7 separate regions of the Mus musculus genome follow, and all the other regions are linked to region 7. Evidence: chromatin contacts called from public HiChIP or PLAC-seq and promoter capture Hi-C data. All regions are on one chromosome and are shown on one strand. The core of a region is the stretch at or near the end of the contact, and the rest is flanking DNA. Distances in the headings are between cores, read along the strand shown.

Region 1 (4,099 bases), core at 1,068-3,567, 880 kb after region 7:
AGCCTCAGTGAGAGAAGAAACACCTAACCTTCCATAGAGTTGATGTCTTAGGAAGTGTGGAGTCCTGGAAGGGTGGGGAGTGGGGGTGGGGACATCCTCTTGGAGATGGAGAATGTGATGAGGAACTGTCGGAGAGCAGACCAGGAGGGGGATAACGACTGGACTGTAAACAATTAAAGAAAATCTAAAAACTGAAACCAAAACAAAACCAAAACAAAACAAAAACCTCAAAAATCAAAGAAATTGAAATGTCTTTTCCTATGAGAAATATCAAGACTTATTTTGAGCAAATAGACATTAAAGGACTCTATATTAAGTGAATAAATTATCTCTCTATGATGTGTTACAAAGATGGCTGCATGAAGTAGCATCATTATTACTTATTTCATCACCAGAGAATGAAATGGAATGAATGGAAGTGGAAGGCTAGGAAATGTAGTGTCTGAGTGACTGAGACACTTAGTCTCTGTGACAATAAAGCTTCTAACAAATCTTATGGAGTCACCTGGCATGTTAATTATTCTACCACTTAAAAATTAAATAAAATAAGGACACAAGATTAGGCTGATTTGGAATGTACTGGTACATCTGGGAGAAGTAAATATGATCAAAATATAATGAAAAAAATTCTTAGGGAATTAATAAAGTATATACATATACATATAGATATGCATACACACCTATGTATAACTTCTTTGATGAGTTGTGAAAGCAATACTAATCTATGTGCATAGAATGAACATTTAGATCGCAGGTGAACACTGTATCAATTTAGCAAAGTAGTAGATTATTGTCTAGGGTCTATGACTCCCTCCATCCACAGATTCTTGGCTAGGTTTGCAGTACCAACTATGACTTTTCTCCTATCTTTCAGTGTCCAGGGACATTTTAATAGCAGATGCCATTTTCTAAGTACATTTGGCCCCACTCCCCAAGCCCCTATGTAGAAACCTTAGCTCCCAAATATTGGTATTGAGAGTTGAGGTCTTTGGAAGATAGCTAGGTCAAAACATTGTAGTCTTCATGGCTGCATTAGTAACTTGAAGGATGTCTTAGAAGAACTATTATCAAGAAATCAGACAACAAATGCTGGAGAGAAAGTATTAAAAGGGCCTCTTTATTCACTGCTGATGGGAGCTCAAATTAAGATTGGAAATTATTATGAAAATCAGTTCTGAATGAACCAGCTATTCTGCACTATGGCATATGCCCAAAGAACTCCATATCCTACCATTGAGTTAGTTGTACATCCATGTTAACTGCTGCTATATGACAGCAGGAAAATGGAACCAACCTAGATGTTCAATGACAGATTAATATGTAACAAAAATATGGTACACATAAAAGTGAAATATTTTCAACTATAAAATGAAAGAGATGTTGACATTTTCAAGAAAAAATTCACCCAAACTCAGAAAGGAAAAAAAAAAAAACCCCACATTGTCTCTTATCTGCAGATTCTTGCCTATAATGTATACTGTATGAATGAAAGACTGTAAGACTAGGTAAAGTACAATCTTTAAAAGGAGACTAAACAGGTAACATTAGGTACTAAGGAAGGACAGAATGCGGGGAGAAGGCACCCAAGGACTGAAGAGGGACATAAAGCTAAGTGTTTTCTAGTTTCGAAGTTGTCGTTATCTTTTGTGTATAAGTGAGTAAAAATGCGATTGACACTGATGAAGCCAAGCCCTAAGCAAAGCCCCATGGCTTCAGAATGGCCATTCTAACTGTGCAGAGGTTCACAGAGATTCATATGGTCTGAGACTGGACAAGTGTTAAAGCAGCTACGTGAATGCAGTTGGGTGATGAGTTCATTTATGAGTTAATTACACCAAAGTGAAAATATGATGTGTAAAAAGAAGCCTCAGAGAGGATTTTCATTTCTTCCTCCAGGATAGCACAATCTATAAATCAGACAGCCAACCATCCCTTGGACTCCCCGGGTCTATAATTACAAGAAATGAACTTCCAGTCATGAAACTGGCTCCAGGTTGCAGCAACCCAACTGGACTAATGCAATAGAAATCTGCCACTTCTCCCATTTGTGCTTTCTTCCTCCACAGTGTTCTGCTCACCAGACTCCGTGAGTGTCAGCCTTCAGCTCACCACTCTCCCAATTCAACAAAATCACCGTGCTTTGCTGAAGCCCACCTCCCTGCACAATGGAATAGAAAACCTCCCCTGGGGAAAGCCAATGTGCTCATTAGTTTTGCTTCATTTCTCTCCTTTCCCTTGGGGAATCTAGTACTGTACAGCCAATTGCTCAAGGTCCAAAAACAGTTATTTCACATATTTTACCAAGATTTCTCATTGTTTATGGTGTGAGTGAGAGTTCACTAACAGTTAAGCTTCCAACATGGCTGGAGGCTTAAGTGTTCCCCTGTAGTTATGAAGCGATAGGAATCTGTCACGAATGTGAAGATGACAGTGTTTGACATCTTAAAACGAATCATCTCGGGTAAGTTTAACCGTCTTTTAAAAAGTAAAATAAAACTTCCAAACCAGAGGAGCATGAATATAAGTGGAATTTTTTTTTTTTTAAAGAAACATTCCGATAGTAGATGGAACAGGAGAAAGAAATGGAGCAACTGTGCCAAGAAGGCATGTCAAATGAAGCAACAGATGGGACTGTTTACTCCTGACAATATAGAGATGATTGGGGTATTTGGGAAAGACTTTAAAATAAACACTGGATGTTTAAAATTCTCAAATAGCCAAGGAAGAACCAACATCGTGGAAGAATTAGAAGTTATAAAAGATTAAACGTAGACATTAAAAACCATTAGAAAATCGGGGCTGAGATAGAAGGAAGAGAAAAAATAGATTGGATATACTGAAGAAAGAGTCATACCAGAACACAGAACGGGTACAATCCACCGTGGTGTGTAACACAGGGGAATAAAGAAATAACATGAACTCTATCCAGACTGACTGAACTCAATCCAAGTATCTACAAAGCATAAACTCAATGTGTGTCAATTATAAAGAAAACCTTACATTAAAAGCTAGCAGAGAGAATAATTTTTAACACACCCCCAAAATGCTATAAAATAAAGCATACAGAATTCTTGAATAATAGGATGCTTCAAAAGCTAAACCTAACACATTCGGAATCGTGAGTAGGGTAACAGTGGTGGCCATAAACCAGGTGCCTAGTCATAGGAGCTGTTTCTGGATTCCAGCCCTGCCCACTGGTACACGCATGTATGCATTTGTCACTGCTGCTGTCTCTGAATAACAATAAATCCGTAATAATATGCCTTGAAACCTGGTAGCACAAAAACCTCCAGTTTTTAAGTTGCCTTAGTGAAATCTAAATAATGTCATAGATCAGCCATCATTCATAATGTGTCAGTATGCACCGATTTATTGTGACGCTGATTAGGATATTGATAAGAAGTATTGCCGTGTATGGGATACACAGGCAGTTCTGTGTACTAACTTTTCAGTTTCTTTTCTGGAAATCTAAAACCACTCTAAAATAAAACACCCATTGAGAATCTGATACTGTCTTCATTTCTTCATATCTATAAATACATTTTAGAATCAGCTTTATCAATTTCTGTATTTTATTAGAAAATTTTATGCAGTTGAGATTTTTGAGTTAATTTAAAGAGCTTGGTTATTTTAAACAACAGGGACCCTGATAAACCATACTGCTACATCTTCTCTCATTAATTCAGATTTTTTAATTCTTCAAACTTTTTACTTATTTGTGGTTTTGAACCTCCTTTTGATTTTTCTTTATTTTTTAACAAACAAGAGCTTAGAGATAGAGCGGTGTGCTAACACCATCAGGGACACAGGAGGTCACAGGGTTTTGGGGATAATAGGTAATCAAGTGGACAGCTCTAGGGACTTGTGAGGCCCTGTGAGGAGATGAGATGCCAATAGAAAGGCACAGATGAGGCAAGAAAGTGGCCTCAGCGAGCTGCGTCCCAGCATGGGGCTTTCTGTCCTTCACCTGAACAGAACTATGCCACCCACACTTCTACAGAACAGTGTGTGATGGTCCTTTGCATAGCTGTCACTTCCTGAACCTCTTTGGATTTATCCTTTTGAGATAGTCCTGGGCAAGAGGAAAGGGAGCTAGCAA
Region 2 (4,198 bases), core at 1,078-3,577, 650 kb after region 7:
GAGCCTTCAGATTCAGGGAAGTTGTCCATTTTGGCTGTGGGAAACATCCCCTTTCCAATTGGTGTTTCCACCTTTTTCAGCAACCATCTCTCAATTTGCCCTGCATCTTAAAAAGTGCTCCTGGAGTCAGAAATCTGTTGGGGATGACAGTGGACAGGAAAACCTCAGCCACAGCAGTGGTTCTACCAATTTCAGACAATGGCAGCATCTCTAGAAGCTGAAACCCAACTTCCAGGTCTTTTAGCACAGAGACAGCTAGCTGCCTAGCCCCAGGAGTCAAGCAGGACAGTATGCTATACACAGCTCCTTCTGGGTGAGGCTGATCCAACCATACCACTTGACAGAAAGGCTATTCACAATGCATTCATAGTGGAAGAGTAAGGCAGAGGCATAGTCGTTTGTCACCACTACCAAGTTGAGCAAGCACAAGCATGCCAGAACCTGCTCATAGTTTCTTGCACATGGTCCTGAAGACATATCTTGCAATGTACCAAACCTCACAGCATAAGGAAAGCCTCCCCCACTCAATAGCCATTATAAATGAGGGACTGCTACTTGAGAAAGCATTGTGAGCGTGGAAAGACTATTCTTCAAGAGAAAGGGGACTGAATCAGAAGACTGAATCAAACACTCAGCCTTACAAAGGAATAAATGCTGTATCTTCCCAAACTGCTGCTCAGAGTGCCTTCACCTGCGACAGTACAAGAATCCTCTGGAGAGGGATGGAGAGGATTAGTCCCTAATATAGCTAGAAGCATACACACACTTCCAACTTCAAAAGAGTTAAAGACACACTCTAGACTTCTTCACAAGAAGCTTAGCTTTATGAAAACTGAAGGGGATTTTTGTCCTCTGAGCTTTAGGGCACAGCAGGTTCAAGTTGCCCCTGAAACATAGTTGAGGCGCTAAAATTATATTTAAAGTATTATAATTGGTTTTAACAAATGTTCTTCTCTAATTGGCAGGGTGGTAATGTGTTTCAGAGGCCAACTAAGATATACTGATACAGTAGGGCTAAATTGGGACCTCTAACTTCTCTTTATTGTTTGCAACCTTGGGTAAATTGCTTAAAATTTTTAATTTTTGTATTTTTTTTTTGTCAGTGGCTACCTACTCATCACAACCATCCTTTAATCCTTCCCTGGCACTTTTGAATTTAAATTCTAAATTCCAAATTGAACATATTTTATAATATTTATATTTGTAATATTTAAAGAAAACATATAAATCACTAAATTGTTGTGAAGATAAAAACTGGATTCCAGTAATGTTTTTACTTCTATAGTTTCAGAAAATACGGAAAGTAGAGAGCAAGAGTGAGCAGAATTCTTTCCAGAAATCAAACCTGTGCAGAAAATATCCTTGGAATTTAGGGCCATGTGATATGCTTTCATCTATGGAAAGAACCAAAGTTTCTGTAGAGATATTCTATTGTATATCCTGAGTGGCTTTGCTATATCTCCCCGTAACAAGAGGAGCTCAGCACAGGAAATGCTCTTTGCCTTCTACAAGATCATCACACATAACTGGCATGGCCACCCAACTCTTATTATTCCCTCTTCACAAATGTGGAAAGTAAGACTTTTGAAAGTAAGCATTTATAGGTGACAGAGTTGGGAATGAAATGCAAGTCTTACTCTGTAGCTTCAAAATCTCACACTGGCCTTAGAGGGAGAGGATGCACCTAGCACTGAAGTAACTTGAGGTACCAGGCTGGGTTGGTATGGGGGGGGGGGGTTATCAGATACCAGGGTTAGAATCAGAAGAGAAGAGGAGGAATGGTGGGGAAAGGGGTGCTGGGAAGAGAGGAGCTGTGATCAGAATGTAAAGTGAATAAATAATTAAATTAATGGAAACAAATCACACCGTACTTACTGAGGTACTGAATTTCACTATAGCTTCTTGTAAAGTGTGGAACTTGCTCCTTCTGTTCCTATCTCTGATTTTTAATGCAATGTGTTACACTGACTACAGAGACTGGGCAACAAAAACTAATAAAATAAACATAAACCATAATTTTGGGTATTAACAAAAATAATATTTCCTTATATAACTATAGTTCATGACACGTGGTTTGAATATGTGATGTAGCCATTGGTTTATGTGTTTGCACACTTGATCTCCACTTAGTGACACTGTTTTGGAAGGGTGCCAAAACTTGAGTGGGTAGAGCCTCCATCGAGGGCGACAGGTCCTGGATATTTTAAAGTTCAACCCCAGTTCCTATTAGTCCTTTAGTCTCTGACAGTGGATACAGTGTGAGCAGCTGCTTCTTGTTCTTTCTTTCATACCCTCTCCTTTAGGGTAGATTGTATGTCCTGGAACTCTGAGCCAAAACAAACAGTTCTTCTGTTGATGCTGTCTGAAATTGCATCACACCAACAACACAGTTAATAAAATACACTTTCACATATTAATTTTTCAACCGTACTTTGAGTAGGCAGATGGGAAACCATTGAACAGCAAGTAAAGTCTAAGTACAGAGAGACCCTAAGCTTGTGCAGCCGGGTATGGATATCTCCTTATATTTTGTGTCCTGAGCAGCTTGCTCTCCTTATCCACGGTTCACACTGAATAAGTAAGTGCTAGTACCTAAATGTTCTTGGCAATACATCTCCATCATCTCTTAAGACATGGGTGTTCTGAAGCCACTGGAAAAGATTCATCTAGTACATAAGAAATAAGGAGCCCAAATGTTGTTACACCCAGAATTTCAAAACCCTTGACAAGAAGCAGCCTTTCAAATTAGACTGGGAGCTCCCACCAGACAGAAACTATAAGGTATTTTCAGTATTTTGCTCTGGCTCTGGCTCTGGCTTTGGGTCTGTCTGACTCATAGAGAATGCTTGAGATTTGCAAAGGTGGATCAACACATCAATCAAACAACCACAGACAGTTCTGAGTCTGGAGCTATCCCGTACCTTCTTCCACAATACCCCTTCCTTGGGAATTTTCTTAGTGCTTGGAAAAGATGGGGGCAAAGGAAGGAAGCCTTGCCAAGCCTCTCATCCAGGTAGCAAGAAAGCAAAGTAGCCATGTGAGTCAAGTTTCTAACCCTCCTTGGTTCCTTTGTGTTCCAGTCCCTTAATGACTCGGCTGTCTGAATTCCAGATGTTCTCCAGTCCTATTGAAGGTGGAGGAAATTCTTACAGTTAAACTAAGTGGGCCATTTTCTTTCACTCCTATACTTCATATTATTTTTGGAAGAATCCAGGCCCATCTTATATACAACTCAGTGGTGCCAAGCTTTCAGAAGCTGTCAATATCCAACTCTTTATAAGTCTTCTTGTACTTATTTTCACATTAGAGAGAAGAGACAGAAAGTCTAATTGCATTTTATAATTTCAGCTGAAAATAGACTTTTGGAGTTTTCTGCATTTTGCCCAACCATCTCCCCTAGACAGGGTAGGACAGAAAAAAATAGCCTGTATCCTAGTGTTTTTCTGGGGACAGGAAACAAAAAAAGGCATAGATTATGGAGAGGTGTGAGTCAACATTTACCTAATTCACATATTGGGATAAAAGGGTTTTTGATTAAATAACAACAGAAAATATAAACTAGATGATAAAATAGAATCTATTTCTGATTTAAAATAGTGGTTATTTTGTGGGTTGTATATACAAATAATGTTCATTGTGATCCAACTCAATTTACTTATTAAAACATTCTACTGACCCTCGACTAATTGGGAAACACTTTACCTTAACTTAGTATTCAACATTCTTCCTGTTTTGTCTTGCTTTCACAGTCCAAATAATCCAGAGCAGTAGGATAATCATTAAGATTTTACCTGGGAAAACAGCCCTCAGGAGAGATCTGAGACTGGTAAAAACACAGGCTAGCTGCTTCTGGGTGTTGGGTGTAGGTGTTGCACTGTGGTTTCAGAAGCAATGAAATGTATACAGAAAGATCTTAGCACAGGATTCCAACATTGGTATCTCTATCTAATGTTGCAATCTCAGCAGCAGAGCAATCTCTCAGCAAGCTGTTGGTTGTGATAAAATTTTAAAAGAGAAAGATATTAACTTCAGGCTGTCAAGTAACTTATAAATAAGGATATTTAATTGTGGGACACTCTTGTCTTTGGGGGCTGCTAGAAAAAAAATGGTACTATGGAAATATTTTATACAGAATAGTAATCTGTGGCAGGGACACATTTGTCTTTTCTGGCCCAGTGAATCTTGAAAGGCATTTGTG
Region 3 (3,983 bases), core at 355-2,854, 820 kb after region 7:
ATGCCCGCTGTGTCCCCAGGAGCCGGCTTCCCAATCTTAATGAAACCACAATTACTTTCGAGAGAGCCTGTGATAGACCATCTACCCACCAGTCCTCTTTGGTTCCTCCTTCCCTCCCAGCGAGCACAGAGCACACTCTTTCCCTGGGAGGCTGTGAAACTAGGAAAATAGCTTTACACGTGGTTCTCTTTCAAAGAGCCAACTTGCAAGTCCCATCCCGAATGAAATTCATCGAATTATTGCGACAAAGAAACCTATGCTGCTAACCTCTGCTCCGGAGCCCACCCGGCTTGTGCAGCAGGGGCTGTTGAGGGAGGACGCGGGAGATTTTTGTTTGTTTGTTTTTTGGTTTTTAATCAAGGATACTGCTGGTGGAAGGTAAGATTCCTTCAGCAAGCAGCCGCCCTTGTCTCTCTCATTTTGACTTCCCATCTTTTCCCCTTAAACCTGGATTAGGCTACTACCAAAGGAGCAAAATAGAATCCCCACGCTAGAGGTATCTGCAGCCTCCTGATTGTTCTGCTTCTGGGTCGTCCGGTTCTCCAGTTAGAAAACAATGTTCGTTTGTGTCCCCCACCCCCAGCATAGTTCTCCCTACACCAGAGACAATCGAAGGTTATGATTTGCAGGCCTGGGGACACACTGAAACCCTCTAATAGAGACCATCCCAAGCAGAGTCCAATTGTGAGGTGGATGTCAGACTCGCAGCAGCCCTGTGGTCCTGGGGTTTGAAGGCTTCGAGTCTAAAGTACAACTCTGCAAAAGAAGAATTCGTTTTAAAGCCCAACAGAGTTGGGGCAATGCACCTGTCCAGGATGCTGAAAGCTTAGGTTATGACCATCAACACTTTCTCCCCTCTTCCTCAGCTAAGGGGGGATAAGTCTGAATTAAAAGGCACCCTGCAGGAAAAAAAAAAAAGTTTGTGTTCTCTGAAGTTGCTCTAGTTTCTTAAGGGAAGCCTGCAGAGTGCCTTATAAAATCTGTGGGCACCTTACTAGAATACTGGAATTCTAGCTAGCCAAACACGGCTGCACTCAATGGCTCAGGCCCTTCTGTCTCCTTCCTTCCTCCCGAGGTCAGAGGCCAACAAGGACCCAGAGTTAGAAGTCTTTGAACCAGCATCCCCATCAACTCTACGTTGCAACTGCTCTCACTTTCACGGAGATCTTGCAGCCTTCCTTTGGCCAAAAGAACCGCCTTTGAGGACACTGAAAAGAGGAGGCACCAGCTACAACAGGGAACCAGAAGTGAATCTTGCGGGCTTTCGCCTCGCTGAGCCCAGGCGCCCCAGGGCTGCAGTTACCTTGTTCCGCCGCGGTCCCAGGGCAGAGCGCGTCTGTGAGGGTCGCTGCGCTGGACTTGAGTGACCAGAGACTCTGGAGCCGACTGGCACCCCTGGCGAACTAGACTTCTGACGCTTCTGTAGCTGCGGTGACTCCAAGAGTCGGACACGCGGGAGCGCTTCACAGCCCCGGAGTTCTACCCGCCGGGGTCTGCTGAGCCTCGCTCCTGGCTCCCTTTCTGAATCTGAACCAGTGCCGGCGAGAACTTGCTGGGGAGAGGCCGAGCTACGTCTCACTCATCCCTTAGCACCGAGCCGCCTACTTATTTTAATCCACCTCCCCCTAACCCCCCTCCCCTTGCCGTGCGATTTCTCCCCTCCCTCCCCTGCCCCCCAACTCTGCCTGCGCCTGCGCATTGGGAAACAAAGTTTTGCTGACCCGGGCAGCGGACTTTGGCAGCTGTGCTAGCCTGCCTTCTGCTTCTCCTGACCGGTGTCCCCTCCCTGATAATCCCACTCGACACTTTCTGTGTGTGTGTGTGTGTGTGTGTGTGTGTGTGTGTGTTTCTAAGACACATAAGATCAAGCAGTAGAAGAAACATATCTTACGGATAAGAGAGGACTAGAACCGAGCATTTCGGAGTTCTGTTCTGGAGCTTTGGGACCTATGGTGGCACCACCTATGAAAGCGGATAGGAGCCTAGGGTGTCCCCACACCAGCACCTTAGGCATACACTCAATTTGTAATCTGACAAAGTCGCTGCCGCTCTTCTTAAGATTTCCTCCTAGAAGTGACAGACTCCTGGTGTGGAGCAGCGCTCCTGACACCAAATAGTGCTTGAGACCTGGGCAGCGATTCTAGCAGAGCTGGCTGGTTCCTGGTGCGGAAGGACAGAGATTACTGACTGCGCGAGCCATAACATCCGAGTGCCTATGGCTGACCACAGACTCTGGGGTGTGGAGTTCCACAGAAACGTCCATGGCAGAGCGTATGAGGAGAAGAAGAGCTAGTTACTTGAACTGCAGACCTCCCCGGAATTCCATTCTAAAGCTCCAATCACATATTCTTTTTAGAGTGGATGGGAGTTTTAAAGAGCAGCTAAAGGCACTGGGACCCCTGGGCCTGCGGGGCTGGTTTGGGTGGAGTTTGTAGAGGGAGTTGGGACCTAGAACAACTACATCCTTGCTGTCTGCTTCTTACACAGCCCCAAATACCTCTTTACTATTGATCCCTGGAACTGACCTAAGGCTGACCCCAGTCAGCTGTCATTCCTCCCTACCACCTTTCTGGAATGCCTTACCTGGCTTTTTCATGGAAGATGGTGAGGTTTTCTGACTTCCTGACTTTGCCCCAAAGTTACTACTGCAGAGTGGCTCTTGTCACACACACACACACACACACACACACACACACACACACACACACTTCCTGGGGAGTAGGTGCCACTCTCACACATTGAAACAGTCCTTTTGGAAGAGTCACCTACTCCTCAGCTTTACTGTGCAAGACTGATCCCATGTGATCTCTTGAGGTAGCAGGAGTTTGATTCCTAATATAGGGAGTGATGATGGAGGATGGGCCACATCCCTCCTCCCACCTGCATAATTGAAACAGACTTGGTATTCGCAAACTTTTAGAATGGAACATAGCTTCCAGACTCTGGCTAACTTTGGCTAGAGCAGGGAAGGAACAAGAGAAAGGGCTATAGTTTACTCAGGAGCCCACTCCCACCTCCAGCACCCCACTGGTTACTGTTCAAGTAAGAGACCCACATAAGTGTGCCTATGTGCCTGGAATCTTAGCAGCTGTCAGTACTAGCAGGATCCTGGAAGCAGAGGGAGCTGAGGTCACCCCATTCCAATAGCTGGGGACACAGCAACAAAATCCAGTCAGGAATCCCAGGACTTCCTTCCACTTAGGCTCAATGTGTTCCCATAGTAGGCAAAGCTTGGATAATTTCCATGCTAAGGGCCAAAATTTCCCAAAAGAGTTAAACAAAATAAAACCTCTGCTTATTAGCTAATATACACTTGAGAAGAGCAACAACTCTACATCAAAAGTACAGACTCTCCTGAGACATATATGCACTAGCCCCTTATCCCCCAGGAGTCCATGCAACACAGTCCTCTATTTCATCATTCTTTTTGGCTTTCTCAAAAAAGTAGCCTTACCATCTCCCATCTCCTCCACCAGGTGTGTGTGTGTGTGTGTGTGTGTGTGCGTGTGTGTGTGTGTGTGTGTGTGTGTGAGAGAGAGAGAGAGAGAGAGAGAGAGAGAGAGAGAGAGAGAGAGAGAATAGGTTACCTACATTGGTGGAACAGTGCTTTGATTCCAGGTGAAGAATATGCAAGCAGATTTTTTAATTCTGCTTTTACCTGGAAAAACTGACCTGGCCTTCAAGCAAGTCCTGGAAATGAGAGGACTCAGAAGGCGCATGAAGCAAGGTTGGGAGCTCAGGCTTTGGCTCTCAGATCTTTCCAGGGAGTTGGTTAACAAAGCAGGACAGGACTGTGCATAGCTGTGTACCCAGGGACTGAGGTCACCTCAGTGGGCTTAGATCCCTGGTTACTAAGGGATTGCTTCTTGGGTCAGCTGCTAGAAGTGCTCCCTCCCACTGTGAGTCCCTTGGTGAGCGACCCCATGTAAAGCATGGCTCCCAGATGTCCTGGAGGCCATCCAAGGTCCTGTTTTCTTCTAGGT
Region 4 (4,219 bases), core at 478-2,977, 530 kb after region 7:
ACAGAATAAAGAGACACAACTTACACTGCTTTGTCTCTTGAGTTTTGAGGCCTGTTCTGTGTGACCCTAGGTTATAAAAATAAACAACAGTGCATTCTACCCCACCTTGGCAGAAGGCTTGCTTTGAAAGACTTACAGTTACTACATTCTAGGTAGAGTGTCCTTATAGGCTAAGGCATATGTTGAATTCAGGCACTGAAGAATCTGAAAATCGAAGAATATGAACTGAAAATTCTGTCGTGCTGGAGAGATGGCTCAGTGGTAGACTGTAGACTGCGCTTGTAGAGGCTCAGCGTGAAGGGCTATGGATCTACATGGGGTAGTCCACAGGAACCTTTACCTCTAGCTCAGTGACTGTAAGGGTGGTGGTAGTCAACACCTCTGGCCTCAGTATGTAGCTGCACTCTCATGTACATACACAGACATCTTGTTAAGAATTATAAAAATAGACAATAAAAAGTATAAAGCCCAACACTCATTAGCTATGCCCACTGCCTATGATTACATTTGAATCATTAACTGAATCCCTAATTAGCCCTGGACCATCCCCACCCATTTACCTTTCCTTTAATCAACTCACCCAGTGTTCTGTAGTAACTTGAGAGACCACCAATTTTGGGGATAATATTTAGAAAAAAATTCATAATTGTCCAAACTCAGAGTGCCATCTTATGCCAATCTGTCAGCATACAGGACAAGACAGATGAGTAAGAAGAACTTACATACATATCTCATGGAGTACTCTCCAGAGAAGTCTTCCATGATTAGAGGACAGAGACACAGAGAAGGTGTCTAAGATTCAGAACCAGCTAAGTACCAGCACTTATCCATCAGCCTCTTTTATATCACTCTTTCAGTTCTGTTTAAGCAACGTTGTTTCCAATACAATTCTCTTTCACCTTAGCAATAAAGTGATGCAAAATATCCTAGTGCACTAATGTGAATCAACTAGGCTATTCAGGATCCAAACAGAGATTTGTAGATATTACCCATAAAATAATTGAGACTATATACTAAGTACATACTCGTTGATCAATATCCAAAGATGATGATGTCCCAAGAACCTATTGTCTAATATTCTGTTTTTGATATGTAAAGTACACAGTATACATTTTTGGAAGTGCAAATGTAGATAGTACAGTGTAAAGTCTTTTCTTGTAACGCCCACTGTGTGTGTGTGTGTTAGTGTGTGTATGTGTTTGTGTGTGTTAGTGTTAGTGTATGTGTGTGTGTTTCTATATTAAGTACATGCATGTCCTGGTGCATATGTGGAAGTCTGAGGACAACTTGCAAGACTCAGCTCTTTCCCTCTTTCATGTAAGTTCCACATAACCAAACTCAAGTCATCAGGCTTGGCACCAAACCCCTTTATCCACTGGGCAATCCTACCAATTCACACTGTGCATTTTTGTATTGTAGGAATCATTCAAGTTTCCATAACACAATTTCCCCCAGACAAAAAGAGGAGATCTCTACTCACAAGCCAATTCACACTGGGAACACAAGGGTGCCAAGAAACTTCACAATGAAAGCTTGTGTTTGGGGTGTGTGTGTGTGTGTGTGTGTGTGTGTGTGTGCACGCGCGCGCGCGCACGCAAAGCAATGCAAATCCTAATCTAAGAGCATCACCATCCACTGGAAAGATGCCAGCCCCTCTCTCCTGTACATCCTCTGTGTGGATTAGTCACCAAGCTCCCAGTAACCACAATATGACCACTATGTAAGGAGGCTTTCTCCCTGAAACAATGCAGTTCTGTCTGATTGTCTTTGGGAGGCATTTACAGCTCGAGGACATAGCTCTGTTTTATTGAAAGTACTCAGTACTGACTTCTTAGAACATGGCTAAGCTCAGTTGGGCAATCACAGATGTTCCAGGGGGAGGTTCACATTCTTGCTATGGGGCACCCATCAGGGACACACACTGAAAGGTGAGGAAGTCTAAGCACAGCTCACAAGGCTCAGTGCAGGTGTGTTGACCTATTACTCAGACCAAATGCCACTTTCTCAGGTCATTGGTGGGATCTTCTCCTTAAAGGTTATACTAGGTGCATAATGGACGGAGTCTCCACTCTGTGTCAATAACTAATGAGATGAAATTGTGTCTATTCATCAACCTGGGTAGAGCCCTGGAATGTAGTAGCACTGCCCCGGGGACCACACTCCTGTGTACAGAACAAAGTTGTTATTTCTAGAAGAATGTGTCTGTTTCCCTGAGCCCTAGGCTTTCCCTATCCCCACCTCCATATCTAAGGATAGCAACCAAGTGTTCTTAAAATAATAAAAGACTGGCTGTGAGTCCTACAAAAAAAAAAAAAAACCTCAGGATTACAGTTTGTTTCTACTTGACTGAACAAGTCTCGGGCCACAGTACAGGAAAATCCTCCAACCACTATGCCCTGGCATCCTTTAGAATAATTGTCTTCCCTAAAACTTTGCTTCTGGGAGCTAGTCTTATGTAAGGTAGTGAAATTCATGGGGATTCTAAGATCTGGAGTTGAGCAATCTTACCTTGTCCTCTTTAGTAACTATCAAATGCAGGAGTGAGGGGGCCTCACTTCTGTGAACATGATTTTTGTTTCCCAGACTTCTTTCATTTAGTAACTGGCCACTCTCTCTTCCCTTCCTTACAGTTGGCAGCAGTGCAAGTGTAGGGGGCAAACTTAAGGTAGGAATAAACTCTGTTAATATCCATGTTCTGGACTTCTAGGTTGATACTGGGGAAAATGACATTTTATGAACCTATTAGAAGCACAGAAAGGAGATAATAAACAAAATTTGGGGGAAAAAAACTAGATTCTGGTTATAGCTCTGCCATCTATAGTGAGTGGCATGATGGCTCTTACCTACCAGCCCAGCCTCTGAGGACCTTCCTGATGATATCAATAACAGTTACCTCAAGAGTGGTAAGTATTTACAACTTAGAAAGTGGGACAAAGTATTTTACCTCACAACAGAGCATGGACAAGGACTTTTAAAAAAAGTCAGGTTTGGAAAAAGTCAAAGGACAGAATTCTAATTATATGATTTGAAAAAAAGTACTATGTAGCTAAAAGGTCTTTAGGAAAGTGAACTTAAGAAATTCTGAGTCAGGTCACTTAGTTGGGTTCCTATTTTGACAGACTTTTTAAATTACATTATCATAAATTTCTGAAAGATGTAAGATATAGCAGTTTCCAAGTCCATCAGACCATTGACCTTTTTCACAAGAGCATCCAATGACAGAAAAGAGGCTGGGGATGTGGTTCAGTGATAAATTGCCTGCCAGACAGGAGTTTCTCAGTATGATCCCAAGAATCTTTCAAAAGGTGCAGGCAGTTGGGAGAAATAATTGCTCTTAGGGAAAAGCTTTCTGATGAGCCCACCATGATGTTTTGGGGCCTGCACATATGCTCCCTTCCCCTGCAACCCTTGACATTGACTTTAGCTAATCATCATCATGCATTTTCAGCTAAGCTGCCTTGAAACTAAATATCGATAATGAAGAACTAGCTGCATCCCAAAAGTCTTCTCCCATCAACGTCTAAAGCCTTTTGCAGTGATAGCATATGAGCATTAACCACTGGGTATGACTCACATCAAGGATGCTAAAGTAAAGGAGTCCACAGCTTAAAACTCTCCCACAAGCACTAGACAGCAAGCCAGAGAAATGATCTCCATTGTGTTTAGAGGGATGGACACACCTGGGTATCCATGTATAGTCTTGTTTCTCAGAGAAACAGAAAATAATTCAGGGGAAAAAATAGGAACATCTTGTCTAAAATGACCCAGAGTCTAACAGCTGGTCAAAATAGGCATTGGTGAAAGATATCCCTTTATGCTTGTTTTTGTAACTATGAGCAGGTGTTTGCAATTAGCCCTTAATAGAACTTTGGAGCCTCTCTTCCAGTGCTAAATGATATCTGGCAATAGCATTTCCTCAGCATCCTAGAGGAAGAGTTTCCTTTGTTTTAGGTAGTTTGGCTTCTCTGGGCGTAAGATGGTATTAGCTAACCTGTTGGCACCATCAGAGAAAACACCTTATTGTCTATGGTGCTACATAAGCAGCTATTAGTGGCTAAGCAGCTCAAGGAGGTTCCATCTAAGCCAACTGAAAGCATGGTTCCACTTAGATCAGTGGTCCTAGGGCATTTCCTAGACTTTGTCCTCCACAGCAACTTGTCTGTGTCCACCAGATTCTAAGGTCATCCCTATAAACATCTATGCATAAGGAAAAGACAGT
Region 5 (3,713 bases), core at 54-2,553, 930 kb after region 7:
CTCAAATTCCCCTAGAAGAAGTACAAATTGTGGAGCATGGGGTCCCATTACTATCAGGCTGTAGAAGAGTTAGAGTGATTGGTTATTTTGAAATGCTTATTTTAAGATCCCATTTGATTTGATATGTTCAGAAGGTCAAGGGGACTCAACTATATAAAAGAAGCCAAGTGATTCTGCTGCAAGAGACCAGTAAACCCTACTCAAGAAGAAATTATACTAAGGTCTCACAAGTTATCCTCCAGAAAAGAATTTATAGAGCCAGTATTATTAAGTCAAATTACATCTTAGAGTTATTTAATCCAATATCTAAAATATTGGATTAAATAGTTAAGCACACTTCATTCTTGGTTTGTGATGTTTCAAGTGTTTAAAAGAGGGTACAGGACATTTCCAACGCCCCACCCCTCCACCCCAGAACTCCTATTAATGACATAAGTACAGTGTACTGATAGCAGTTTAAAAAGTATTCACTTGAGTGCCTGGGATCAGAGCCACACCAATTGTCATAAAGACTGCTGGAGCTCTTGCCATACTTTAAGAAAGTTGGTGAACCACTGGCACATCTGAAAGAAAGCAGATGGGATCTCCAGGGACTTGCTATTCATGTCACCTGAGCAATGGTCTTGCTGGCCCTGAGATTACATCCAGCCTCTCTCCGCTCATTTCTTTGTACTGCTTTAGCCTCTGTTCTAGTCCTACTCAAGCTTGCTCACCAATACCACCCGGAACATGCACTCCATTCTCCCAAGTTAGTTTCTTTATAATTGATAATTTCATCTTAAATTATATGACTCATGTGTTTTCTAGTTACCATCTCTCCTTTGAACAAAATCATGAAAAGAAGGTTCTTGCATTGCTTGGTTACATCTCTAGTACCAGAAATGTAGAATCAGTCTGTCCCTAAATCCTGACAAAGGGAGAGTGAAGGCTGAGGCCCCAAGGTGTCCCCCATTTGATTGTGTTGTTCCTTTCCTCTTTGCAAACAGACAGGAACCATTATGGCCTTCATTATGTCTTCAGCTCATCATGCATTGTTTGTTTGTGTTTGGTGGGAATTCTGAGACACCTAGGAAATTCAGACAACAAGCAAGTGCCTCATTCACAAGATGGATACCAAGAAGTGCTCTAGGTCATGAAAAGAGAAGTGGCTGTTTGTTTTCCTTTGCTGGATGAAAAGAGGCCAAAAGTCTTTTTGCAGTTCCACCAAAGAGCCAATAAAACAGAAACAAAACACACGTGTGCCAAGAGTTCAACAACAAGGCGGAAGTGGCTTAGGTTTGCGGTCTGTTACCACATGACAACATTGAGTTGGAGCCAAGGTATTTTCTGTTCTCTGCATGTTGGAAGGCTTTGCTTTGAAACAGAGAGGGAATAAGAACATTGCAGAAGAGGAGAACCATGTACAAGACAGCAGTGTGAAAGCATCAGGAGAGACTTCTCACCATCACAGAGGGATTCTAAATTGCCCCTACAGAAGGGTAAGCAACTAGTTACTGCAACTACTTAATACTATGCAATGCTTGAAGTCTCGTTGGTATCCAGCATATTTTTATGCATATTGTTCATAGATGTTTTCATTTATAGCATTGGAGTGCATAGCTGATTTGGCCATGTAGCCCACACATTTAAATATTCACTATCATCTGGCTCTGTTTTATAGAAAACGATTACCAACCTTATCCCTAGAGGGTGAATATAAGAAATATATGACACAACAAGAAATTGTTAATCTGATCTAAAAATCAGTTTCACATTGTTCAACTTAGTTATTCACTCTGTAGGATCTGTCCTTCAATATTGACCTAAAGAGTACTTCATCTCCAACAGATGGAAATGCCCTGGTATCAAGCTGTATAGTACTTTGCTTTTGTGTTTGGTACTCACTACATATAAAGTGCCTTCTCTATTATTAGAAAATTCTATCATAGGTTAAAATTATGTTCTCCTAAAATTTGTATGTTAAATCCCTGATACCATAGAATGTGCCTGGTTTTGGGAAATGGGACCTTACAAATGTTACAAAGTACAAGGTGGAGATTATGAATCAGGAACAGTGTGTAGACAACTGAAAGTCTTTATTCTAGTTTGCTGGGACTACACTCAGGTATTCGGAACCTAAGTGTTACCCAGAGCATTTACAGAAAGAGTCTTCTACTAACAAAAACCACATCCTAGTATCTGGCTCTACAGCTGTGGTAGGAGGTTTTACACCAGCAAACAGTTTAACAGAAACTAAGATGATTTAGTTGGAGCATCTTGACCTCACGTTCCTCGAATCGAGTTGAGTAATCTTCCTTGGGATTCCCCATCACGGAAATAAAAGTCGAGTTAAACAAGAATATATAATGGAGAAAACTTCACACTGTCTTGCCCTGTCACAAAAATGGTAACTTAAGTTAAAATTCAGTAAACAAGGCAACCCTGATCCACCTGGGTGATGTATTTATAGGAAGAGGATAGAGCCAGACAACGTTCCACAAGCCTATAGTCCTAGAAGGTAGAAAGATTGGGCAAGTTTTAGAACAACCTCAGCACATATTGATCTCCAGGCCAAACTGAGCAACAAGCTGAGTGAGGCCTTGTTTGAGGCAAAACAAACAAACAAACAAACAAACAAATAAAAAATGCTAGGGTAGAGAAACACCAGTGAGGTGTGCATAGCCTGGGGTTAGACCATGCAAAGGTACAGGAAGGAGAGGATCTGTAAGCCAAGAAGAGAAACCAGAAGAAATCAACTACTCACACCACCATCTTAACTTAGGACTGTAATTATAACAAAACTCATTTCAGTTGTTTCAACTACCCATTCTGCGGCACTTTATGCAAAGTAGTTCAGTCACTCGAGCATAAAAGTTATTCCTCATTTTTACTTGCATTCCTAGTGACATCTGAAGCCATGTGTACAGAATTCATTGACTAAACTTTACAGAATTGAATAAAATATTATATCTAAAACCTGCTGTGTCCAGGGGTATGGGAGGAGAGTTCTAGCATGGTAACTCAGAACTCTCTACCAAATTGCTCCAGAAGGTTTTAGAGGGGCCCAGCCAATCTACAATGTATCAATTCCAACACAAACATCAACTTACTGTCTCTGATGACCTACTGTCTTCAATTTAAACTGAAGATGTATAGCACCCCCTCCCCCTTTTCATTTGGTCTTCTGAGAAAGAAGAATAATCAGAAAGCTGGATGTGAACTCCATTGATTAAAATAGCATCCCTTTCACAGCCAATTCTAAATAAAAAACATCTTCAGGAGAGCCCAATAATGAACATGAAACAGAAATATTAAATGTGCAGCTCCAACTTACATTCCAGATGTCAGAATATGCAAAAATACTGGCAATGCAACCAAGATCAAACAATTGGAGGAGCCAAGCTTTCCCTGGCTTATGCAAAATCTGTTGAGTAGAAAGTGCAACTGCTTCACATGGGATGGCAGCCAAACCCAACCTGAAAGAACTAGCCTTGAAAGCATCCCTGAAATGCAGAGGCTTTTCTGATTATTCCTTTCTAAATGAACAAATAAAAGGTTTCAGTATGAACAATGTCCAGATGCCCCAGAAGCCTACTCTGCTTGCCAATTCTCCTGCCCGAACACACATTCTATCCTTTCAGATTTCAGCAATAGCTCATTGTTAAAAAAAAAAAAAAAGCATTATTTTATCTACCAATGGCTTTATAAACTTAGAACATGGTTAGAAGATACAC
Region 6 (3,743 bases), core at 471-2,970, 950 kb after region 7:
GTGAATGACAAAAAACAAATCTCTGATGATATCCCATACAAATTCAAGTAAGAGACCTTACCTCCAAAAATAAAGTGGTGGGTGATGGAAGAAAACACCCAGCATCAAGCTCAGGTCCCCCCATGTTCACAAAGTCCAGCTTGTGCTAGGCATCCCCTGCCTCCTCCTGAGCACTGAGGTTCGAGGTAGAAAGCTGCACCTGCTAAGTGTCTCCCTGGGTGCTGGGAATACAGATTAAAGTCCTCGTATAGTATGTGCTTTATCCTCTACAGCCCTGATGTACCCAAAGCCTCGTGGTGTCACATATCACACAGAACATATTGGATTTCATTTGGTAAAGCCCTGGACCACCACTGACAGTCTTTTGGTCTTTGTTTCCATGTTTAGCAGGTCAGTGGCCCATCATTAATATGCTTTTTTTTCATCAGTCACTATATCACAACTACTTGCTCCCCACTCCTGCTCAATTCTATCTGACACTCTTGCTGAGCATGTTCTTCCTAGGATCTTATGCCAGGGTCTCCCTTTGGAGACCACCAGGCTCCTTGTTCTCCTGCCTTTCCACAAGTCCTTACACATTGTGGAGACCTGCTTGTACTATCTCCTAGTTAAAACTCTATCATCAGGCCCCTCTCTCCTGTAGAACAAGAAATGCTACATATATATCTTCCCACTAACTCCCTCAAGCATACATCCCCTGGAGCCTCTATACTTTGACTAAGAATTCCTCACTGTTTTGTTAAATGCCCCATTTTCTCACACTGCATACTTTAATGTCCATCTTTGGCAAGTTCAGCTCCAATTGCACTCTTCCTCTAAAAAACCTTTGCAGATAAGCTCCAGCCTTGTTTCTCTAATTTTATCCATAACAACAGAGCCTTGAACCCCCACTTACCTCGTTTCTCTGTGTCTGCTTGTACTACTGCCTCCCTCTTGTAGCAGACAGCACCATTTCCTAGTGCTCTCTGTATCCCTAATACAACTCTCAATAGAAATGGGATGGTTGGGGTAGCTACTTTGTTTATTTTCCTAACAACAAGCTTTGGAAGATGCCTAAAAATATCAAGAGTAAGGAAGCTTAGAGAGAGAGAGAGAGAGAGAGAGAGAGGAAATGTACATGGTAATGGATTAGATGAGTGTCTATAGGTTGGGAAGGAGGAGGGAAAGGTGATGGACTCTGCTTTGAACACAGAAAATGTGCCCTTGGCATCCACTGCAATCAGGATGTGATTTTAAAGCTGCAAGAGCTCTTGATTAGAATGGAATAAAAAATGAAATTGTCCTTCCTTTGCAGATCCCAGGCCTAACACACCCACCCATCTCTTGAAAACTTCCTCCGAGATGACGCTGACTTTCTTTAGACCTGTCTCTTATCCAAATAATTCCTAGGACAATAATTCACATTGGTCACATCTTCAGCTCCTTTATCTCTCTGCATGTGTGTGAGCTAGGAGAGAAGGAAACAGAAAGTGATTTGCAACCTGGCACAGGAAGGAGAGGACTGTCAAGGAGACCAGATATTGTTTTTGTTATTACTGCCTCGCTTTTAAGCGGGATCTGTTTATTGTTATTGTCCTGCCCTCTTCACTGATGCTCCATCCATTTCCTCATTGCAAGTGTGAAAGGAAACCTGGCAAAAGTCACCCTCCCTAGAGCTCCGAATCAGTCATGGAATCATCCCGAGGTTCAGCAAGACATCTGTTAGGCATTTGGAGCTCCTGTCCGCCCTGCCTTCAGGGATGTCAAAGCAAGCAGGCTCCTTTCTCCTGGAAGGCTGTAAAACACACAGAGATAAGAAACTGGAGCAAAGTGCTAGTGACGCCCTGCTTAAAAGAGCAAGTGCTAGACCCTGGAGGATGCAAGTCTCAGAAGGGGAAACTGGCAGACAGGCAGCTTACATAGACAGACCTTACACTTACACTGAACTCAGACAAAAGACAGCCAACGAGTAAATAACATGTCAGCTGCGGAAACTAGTTACGTGATACAACTGACTACTTCTCTACACAGGAAACTGGTAGATGCTCCTGTGAAGAGTTTTGGATTGTGTGTGTGAGTTTTTAAAAAGCCATGCTACACTGAAGAGCCTTCTTGGACACACTGACTATTTCTAGTGATAGGTGTCGAGTAGGGATTCCAACAGATTGGCAGAAATGTTTTGTTTTCTCCCTACAATTCAAAAGTTTACCAAGGAGAAAAATCGACACCAGAGAGGAAGGAGAAATGAAAAGAAAGAAGAGACAGAAGCTACTAAATAAAGGTTGTGGTATGAAATATCTATAGACACAAGTTTCAAAGAGAAACAAGAAAACTGGGCCAAAGAAAGAGAAAATTTTAAATAATAAGTTTTAACTGACTCCATGATAAAAGAAATCCTTGAAGCAAAGCCACAACTGTTGCATCAAAATGGTTGCAACTCCCAGTTCTCACTGGGAAGTTCAAAAGCAAAGTAAATGAGCAAACCTTGACTGGGAACAAGATTTGAATCATCAGAACAAAATGCAAAGCTGTGGGGTCTGAGAAAAGACGGCATAAGTAGAGGACAGGAGAGAGAGAGAGAGAGGGAGAGAGAGAGAGAGAGAGAGAGAGAGAGAGAGAGAGAGAGAGAGAGAGAACAGGAGGGGGAGCAAAGGAAAGCCAGACCAAGAGTTGGATGCCTGCTTCATAAAGTATTAATAACTTGCAAAGGGTTATTTGTCATTGCTGACTTTAAAAATTTATTACTCTATATTAACAAGAGACCAGAATGTCCAAAGTCATTGGCTTGGAGTGTTTTTAAAATGTGTCTTCATGTAGGGGACAGTGACCCAAGTTGACAGGCAGTCTCGTTGTGAAATGGGAGAGCAGGGACTCTAAATCTGCCTGTTCCCACACTGGCTGTTGTGATAATGGCCAGAGAGCACCTCTGGGGCTCAGGGAGACTTTGAAGTCCAGGAAAGTTTTGGATAGCAAAGTAGGAGTGGCTGTGGACGAGAGGATGAGAATTTATTGTGGGGACCTTTGGGGAGGTTTGTATAGAAGCCTTAAATTAACTTTTAATGCATAGGAAATTCTGAGCTGTCACCCACTGTCTTAACTTGATTGCTTTCGTGTTTGCTGAGTGCTTTTCATATCACCACAGACCAACTTCTGATTTGCAATTTTATTAAAACAACACGGGGGGAATTGAATGCCTCCAGCTTTAGTATAAGGGGTCAGGAGGCAGGAACATGGGTACCATTAGATCACTACTCCATATATGGCTAAGGGAAAGATGCATGGGGAGTCTCGGGAATGTTATAGATCTCCTAGAATGTGTGCCCTTAAGGAGGGGATGTTTTCAGAGTTGCCACCTTCCCATCGGCCCTCTTCTCTTCCACTCTGAGGCTACTATAAACTTATGGTCCTATGATTTCTACCTGTATTTACACTATGCTACCAGCTACATTCCATATGCCCCATCCACTGGCCTTCCCTTCCACTGAACTGAACCTCTCTCCACTTGGCATCATTCTAGTTCTTCAGAACCCTGGATCTTTCCTGACCCCTCTCCCAGATGCTATCAGGTGCCTCCTACCTGGATCCCCGTCATCCCCTCCAAGGTCCTTCTCTTAGCTCAGTCATCTTCTCAAATCATCTGCTCTCTCTTCCAGCAGAGTACCAATTTCTTGAAGTTGACTTTCCAGCTTCACAACACCTGGCACTCATAATCCTTGTTGAATTAACAAATCCATTCACACCGGACACACAAATTACTACATTTG
Region 7 (3,714 bases), core at 710-3,209:
TAATTGGTTTTACCTCAAGACACCAAAGCAACAATGGTATCAAAAATGAGCATGGTCAATTCTATTTACACATTAGTGAGACAGGAAAACTTGCTTCCTATGCTTTCAAAAATCTCCCAGAGACAAGCACTATTACTTGATCTACTACATGCAAATGGAATGCTAACAACAAAACAAAATACCAACTTCTCTATCTACCTGGCTCTTAATAAGCAACATGATGTCCCAGAACACAACAGGAGTATCTTGTACAATGGCTTAAAGTTTGAGCAAAAGAGTGACACTCTACTCATTATCTCAATAACTACTACTCCAAGTGGTTCAATATGGTCTCTCTTCTGATGAGATGGTTTCTTTGTACAGTTGTGCTTTTAGCAGTTATTAGTAGTTATTAGCTACTGTTTTCAGTGCAAGTGAAAAGTTAAAAAAAAAAAAGAAGTCTATGTTGAACAAGAATGAAGGTGGCTGTGTCCATCTAACTTGGAGGTTGGAAAAGTTAGTATAGTGTCCAACATGCCACAGTCCCACTAATAAGAATTGTCAGAGTTAAATATCTAAATGTTAACAAATGAACTTACAGATATTTCTTTTGGTCTAAGTACATCACGGAAAAGAAAAACAGGCCATTTAGAATGTCTGCCTTAGATTCAAGAGATTTCAGAAGAGACAAGCACCCTCCTGTGTCTGCCTTTAGATCTACCTGTGGCAAGTCACTTTGGCCACAGCCTTTCTACTTCGGTAGAATATTTACTGTACACCCAAGGAAATCACACACCTCAGCCTTCAAGTACTAGGAATGCACAACAGGAGATTAAAGCAAGGACTCTGAAGACAGACACGTCACTTAGCCTTCCTATGCCTCAGTTCCCTATCATGAAGTAGAGATATTATTGCTTGCTTTACAAGATCTGATAATAGCCAAAGATATTAAAAATGTCCTTAGCACATCCCCTGGCATGTATAAAACCTTCCATAAAGCTAAGCATTAAATTATTTTTATTCCTGTCCCTTTTCAGACACTTAATGGGATTCCAAGTTTAGGGATGATGCAGGGTGTCAGCAAGTGACACCCCCTCCTACTTCAGCAGGACAAAACAAAACAAAAAAAGAAAAAACAAACAAACAAACAAAACCAGGTAACGAGGGGAAAAAAACAGAAAGAAAAGTTTTAAGAAGGGTCTAATGAAAGTTTTTGGCTAGCTTTTCTCCTGTGGTGCTCACAGGCCTTGTGACACTGTAAGATTTGGCACACATTTCACTTCTGACAGGGGGAAAACAACTCAAAGATCAGCTGGTGACTGTCCTAGCCTAACAAAACCAAATGTCCAGACACTGGCTTATTTATGCACTTCTCCTTAGGACCTCCCAGGAATTCCTTCTCAGACCTGCCCCTCCTCCTAGCCGGGTCCAAGGCAGGCAGGAGCCTTTCCGGTTTGGTCATGGCCACCCTCAAGGTCACACCAGGTTTCAGAGGGCCCTCCCCGAGGGTGGCGAGCTCCATTCGACCCACACCTGTAGCAGTTCTTGGCAGAAAGCTCGCACTGAGCGCAGCGAGGCAAGGTCCAGCTCCTTAACGACCAGCTGGCCATCGGTGCCGTCGGGCCCGGCGCCCCCAGCCTGACAGAGCTCCTGCCTGAGCTGACCGGCCGCCTCCTCTGCTCGAGCGCGGTCCCGACATCCCATGATGACCCGCGCCCCCAGGCGGAGCAGCTCCGCCGCGGTGGCACGGCCCAGGCCGCTGTTTGCTCCGGTGATCAGCACTGTCTTCCCGTGCATGAGGCCCGGGTCCCCGCCTCCCTGCTGCCGCTGGTTTCTTGGCCCAGAGAACCGCCGGGCCGCCAGCCACAGCGCCCCGCCCAGTGCGGCCAGGAGCGCTGCGGCCACACTAGCCACTGCCATAACCTTCCGGGCCCGGTGCACTGGGCCTAGCGCACAGGTTCCGGAGTGCTATGGGGCCACCTACACGCGAAGGACTCTGGGGCGCCGCCTGCTGTCCTGGGCTACTGCGCGCGGGGCTTTCTGGGACTTGTAGTTTTGCTCCTAAGGCTGACTTGACTTAGCGTTCAGGAAGTACACATGAAAGCCCCAGCGGATTTATTTAGAAGTGGACAGTGTTAGAATTGGTTATATGCCTATAGACAAAATGACATTTCTTGGTAAAATTCTTGCCACACAAGGATAACAAAAGACACAGCCCCAGTTATCAGCAGTATTATTGATCAGACTCATTCCACCCTGAATATACCTTTTCTAGGTGATGCTGCATATAGAGATTCATTCATTTGACTAACACTAAAAGTGAGCAATGCTTTTTGAAAATTAATTAAGCTTCTTGTGAAACAACTTAAGTGTCAAAGTTCTAAACTTGTCTAAAGAGCCACCCATTACAACTTATAGATAGATGCAATGATATCCAACATCCTTAGCTTTAAAAAAGTAGAATGCTTGACTGTAGCTTGAAAGTTCAAAATTTTTTCCAAAAAGCAAAGAAAAACACCAAAGGAGCTAAGTTTTGTGGTCAAATTCTCAGAAATAACTAGTCACTCTAGCCATGCAAAACACATGCCGTTTGTAATACCAGACTGTTTATTTTTCCTCCCCATCCCTAGTTGCGTTTTTGAGCAATGCCATAAGGCACATGGGCCGTGATGGTACCAAATTTCTGTGCTGATTCAATGTGGAACATTTGGTCGTCGAAGAAGATGTGGGGCCGAATCTTCACTAAGATGGGACCTTTAGGGGCTCCAGCCAGGAAAAGAGCTTCATCTATCTCTAGACCCCATCGGCGAAGGGTCTTCAGCACACGGGCACCTGAACTCGCTGCACTACGAGCTGTAACCAGGTAGGTCCTGATGGGGCAAAGCAATCGTTCGTCTTTGGCATAGAATTTTTTCTGCAGTTTCCCTAAATCTTCCAGAAAGCTTTTAAGAGGACCCTGGAAAAGAGAACGTAAGTCTCAGCTGTGCAAGGGTGAGCAAAAGAGAAGTGATTACTGAAAACCAAACCAAACCAAACCAACCAGCCAACCAACCAACCAACCAACCAACCAACCAACCAACCAACCAACCAGGGTCTTATAAGACTTTAAAATCCACAGGTTGCTGACTGGCATGCAGTGATTCTGGGCTGACAGTACGATGCCAAACTCTCTACATTTATGTGAAGATATTTCCTGATACACAACCATCCCTTGCATGCCTGGAATAAATCTAGGATAACCACATCATTTTTCATCCAGACAAACATATTTTAAGTGTGAAAGAACGTTCTATAAGTAGTACTCCAGGGCAATAGGCATAAATTATCCCCGGTAACTGGGAGATGTGTTTCAGTTGACCACCAAAACCACCATTGTACCACATTGTTTGTCAGCGGAACGTTTTACCTTTGAAATTACTGTCACTTTGTTTAACTAGTTGTTTGTTTGGCCTGAGTCCAACCCTGTCTTGTCTTAACGCTATGTAGCTTTATAGTTTCTACATTAAGACATAATATTTGTTTCTTTTTATGTTATTTTAGTCTTTTCCATTGTTTTATGTTTACATCCATGCTTAACTATTTTATACTCATTTATGTCTTTTATGCGCATGCCGCCATTTGCATGCTGGCCAACATTTGTTGCATAGTACTGTCTTCTCAAGGAAATGCTTGTGGAAATCCTGTTTGACAATTTAGTATATTATCATCATACTGCTCACTGTCCCCTCTACCTGA

Evidence for each region. Promoter capture Hi-C pulls out the DNA fragments that hold promoters and counts their contacts. HiChIP or PLAC-seq counts read pairs in DNA pulled down with a chosen protein or histone mark.
Region 1: a promoter capture Hi-C map of 3T3-L1-derived adipocytes shows a contact between it and region 7, with 7 times the contacts expected there. The contact joins the enhancer-like site here to the promoter of Rdh14 in region 7. A contact is called at or near these places in 5 of 39 promoter capture datasets (the 3T3-L1 cell line, 3T3-L1-derived adipocytes, cranial neural crest and 2 more), 1 of 484 Hi-C or Micro-C datasets (cortical neurons) and 1 of 115 datasets of contacts at active chromatin or transcription factors (stem cell-derived neural progenitor cells).
Region 2: a promoter capture Hi-C map of the 3T3-L1 cell line shows a contact between it and region 7, with 6 times the contacts expected there. The contact joins the enhancer-like site here to the promoter of Rdh14 in region 7. A contact is called at or near these places in 6 of 39 promoter capture datasets (the 3T3-L1 cell line, cranial neural crest, frontonasal cranial neural crest and 2 more).
Region 3: a promoter capture Hi-C map of liver shows a contact between it and region 7, with 8 times the contacts expected there. The contact joins the promoter of Osr1 here to the promoter of Rdh14 in region 7. A contact is called at or near these places in 26 of 39 promoter capture datasets (the 3T3-L1 cell line, 3T3-L1-derived adipocytes, the C10 cell line and 14 more), 1 of 15 datasets of contacts at CTCF or cohesin (the NIH/3T3 cell line), 17 of 484 Hi-C or Micro-C datasets (the C2C12 cell line, LSK cells, Sertoli cells and 9 more), 27 of 115 datasets of contacts at active chromatin or transcription factors (the NIH/3T3 cell line, acute myeloid leukemia, astrocytes and 19 more) and 3 of 9 other capture datasets (adipose tissue, embryonic stem cells and pancreatic islet).
Region 4: a contact with region 7 is called in a FOXA1 HiChIP or PLAC-seq map of pancreatic cancer cells. The contact joins the enhancer-like site here to the promoter of Rdh14 in region 7. A contact is called at or near these places in 2 of 39 promoter capture datasets (cranial neural crest and hippocampal neurons), 1 of 15 datasets of contacts at CTCF or cohesin (the NIH/3T3 cell line) and 2 of 115 datasets of contacts at active chromatin or transcription factors (embryonic forebrain and pancreatic cancer cells).
Region 5: a contact with region 7 is called in a promoter capture Hi-C map of the 3T3-L1 cell line, with 10 times the contacts expected there. The contact joins the enhancer-like site here to the promoter of Rdh14 in region 7. A contact is called at or near these places in 7 of 39 promoter capture datasets (the 3T3-L1 cell line, cranial neural crest, embryonic stem cells and 2 more) and 2 of 115 datasets of contacts at active chromatin or transcription factors (astrocytes and cardiomyocytes).
Region 6: a promoter capture Hi-C map of the 3T3-L1 cell line shows a contact between it and region 7, with 9 times the contacts expected there. The contact joins the enhancer-like site here to the promoter of Rdh14 in region 7. A contact is called at or near these places in 6 of 39 promoter capture datasets (the 3T3-L1 cell line, cranial neural crest, embryonic stem cells and 2 more) and 2 of 115 datasets of contacts at active chromatin or transcription factors (astrocytes and pro-B cells).

What each region holds. Positions count from the first base shown.
Region 1 is chr12:9,512,284-9,516,382 of GRCm38.p6, reverse strand. No RefSeq gene overlaps it. Among named protein-coding and RNA genes, the nearest start is that of 1700022H16Rik, 56 kb to the left of the region's middle. Within about 2 kb of position 2,317, at least 4 of the 459 cell types and tissues checked have an H3K27ac peak or open chromatin away from gene starts, as enhancers often do. A contact at or near this core is called in 3T3-L1-derived adipocytes, where this site is marked.
Region 2 is chr12:9,743,205-9,747,402 of GRCm38.p6, reverse strand. No RefSeq gene overlaps it. Among named protein-coding and RNA genes, the nearest start is that of Gm23979, 100 kb to the right of the region's middle. Within about 2 kb of position 2,327, at least 5 of the 459 cell types and tissues checked have an H3K27ac peak or open chromatin away from gene starts, as enhancers often do.
Region 3 is chr12:9,572,063-9,576,045 of GRCm38.p6, reverse strand. Osr1 (odd-skipped related transcription factor 1) reads right to left here and starts at 1,604. Exons shown (of 3, transcript NM_011859.3): 1 at 1,304-1,604.
Region 4 is chr12:9,853,814-9,858,032 of GRCm38.p6, reverse strand. No RefSeq gene overlaps it. Among named protein-coding and RNA genes, the nearest start is that of Gm22845, 9.5 kb to the left of the region's middle. Within about 2 kb of position 1,727, at least 38 of the 459 cell types and tissues checked have an H3K27ac peak or open chromatin away from gene starts, as enhancers often do. A contact at or near this core is called in the NIH/3T3 cell line and pancreatic cancer cells, where this site is marked.
Region 5 is chr12:9,457,956-9,461,668 of GRCm38.p6, reverse strand. No RefSeq gene overlaps it. Among named protein-coding and RNA genes, the nearest start is that of Gm46323, 88 kb to the right of the region's middle. Within about 2 kb of position 1,303, at least 5 of the 459 cell types and tissues checked have an H3K27ac peak or open chromatin away from gene starts, as enhancers often do.
Region 6 is chr12:9,436,913-9,440,655 of GRCm38.p6, reverse strand. No RefSeq gene overlaps it. Among named protein-coding and RNA genes, the nearest start is that of Gm46323, 67 kb to the right of the region's middle. Within about 2 kb of position 1,720, at least 20 of the 459 cell types and tissues checked have an H3K27ac peak or open chromatin away from gene starts, as enhancers often do.
Region 7 is chr12:10,389,025-10,392,738 of GRCm38.p6, reverse strand. Rdh14 (retinol dehydrogenase 14 (all-trans and 9-cis)) reads right to left here and starts at 1,959. Exons shown (of 2, transcript NM_023697.2): 1 at 1,513-1,959. The coding sequence starts at 1,899. It overlaps Nt5c1b (5'-nucleotidase, cytosolic IB), which reads right to left. Exons shown (of 9, transcript NM_027588.3): 9 at 2,565-2,935. The coding sequence ends at 2,606.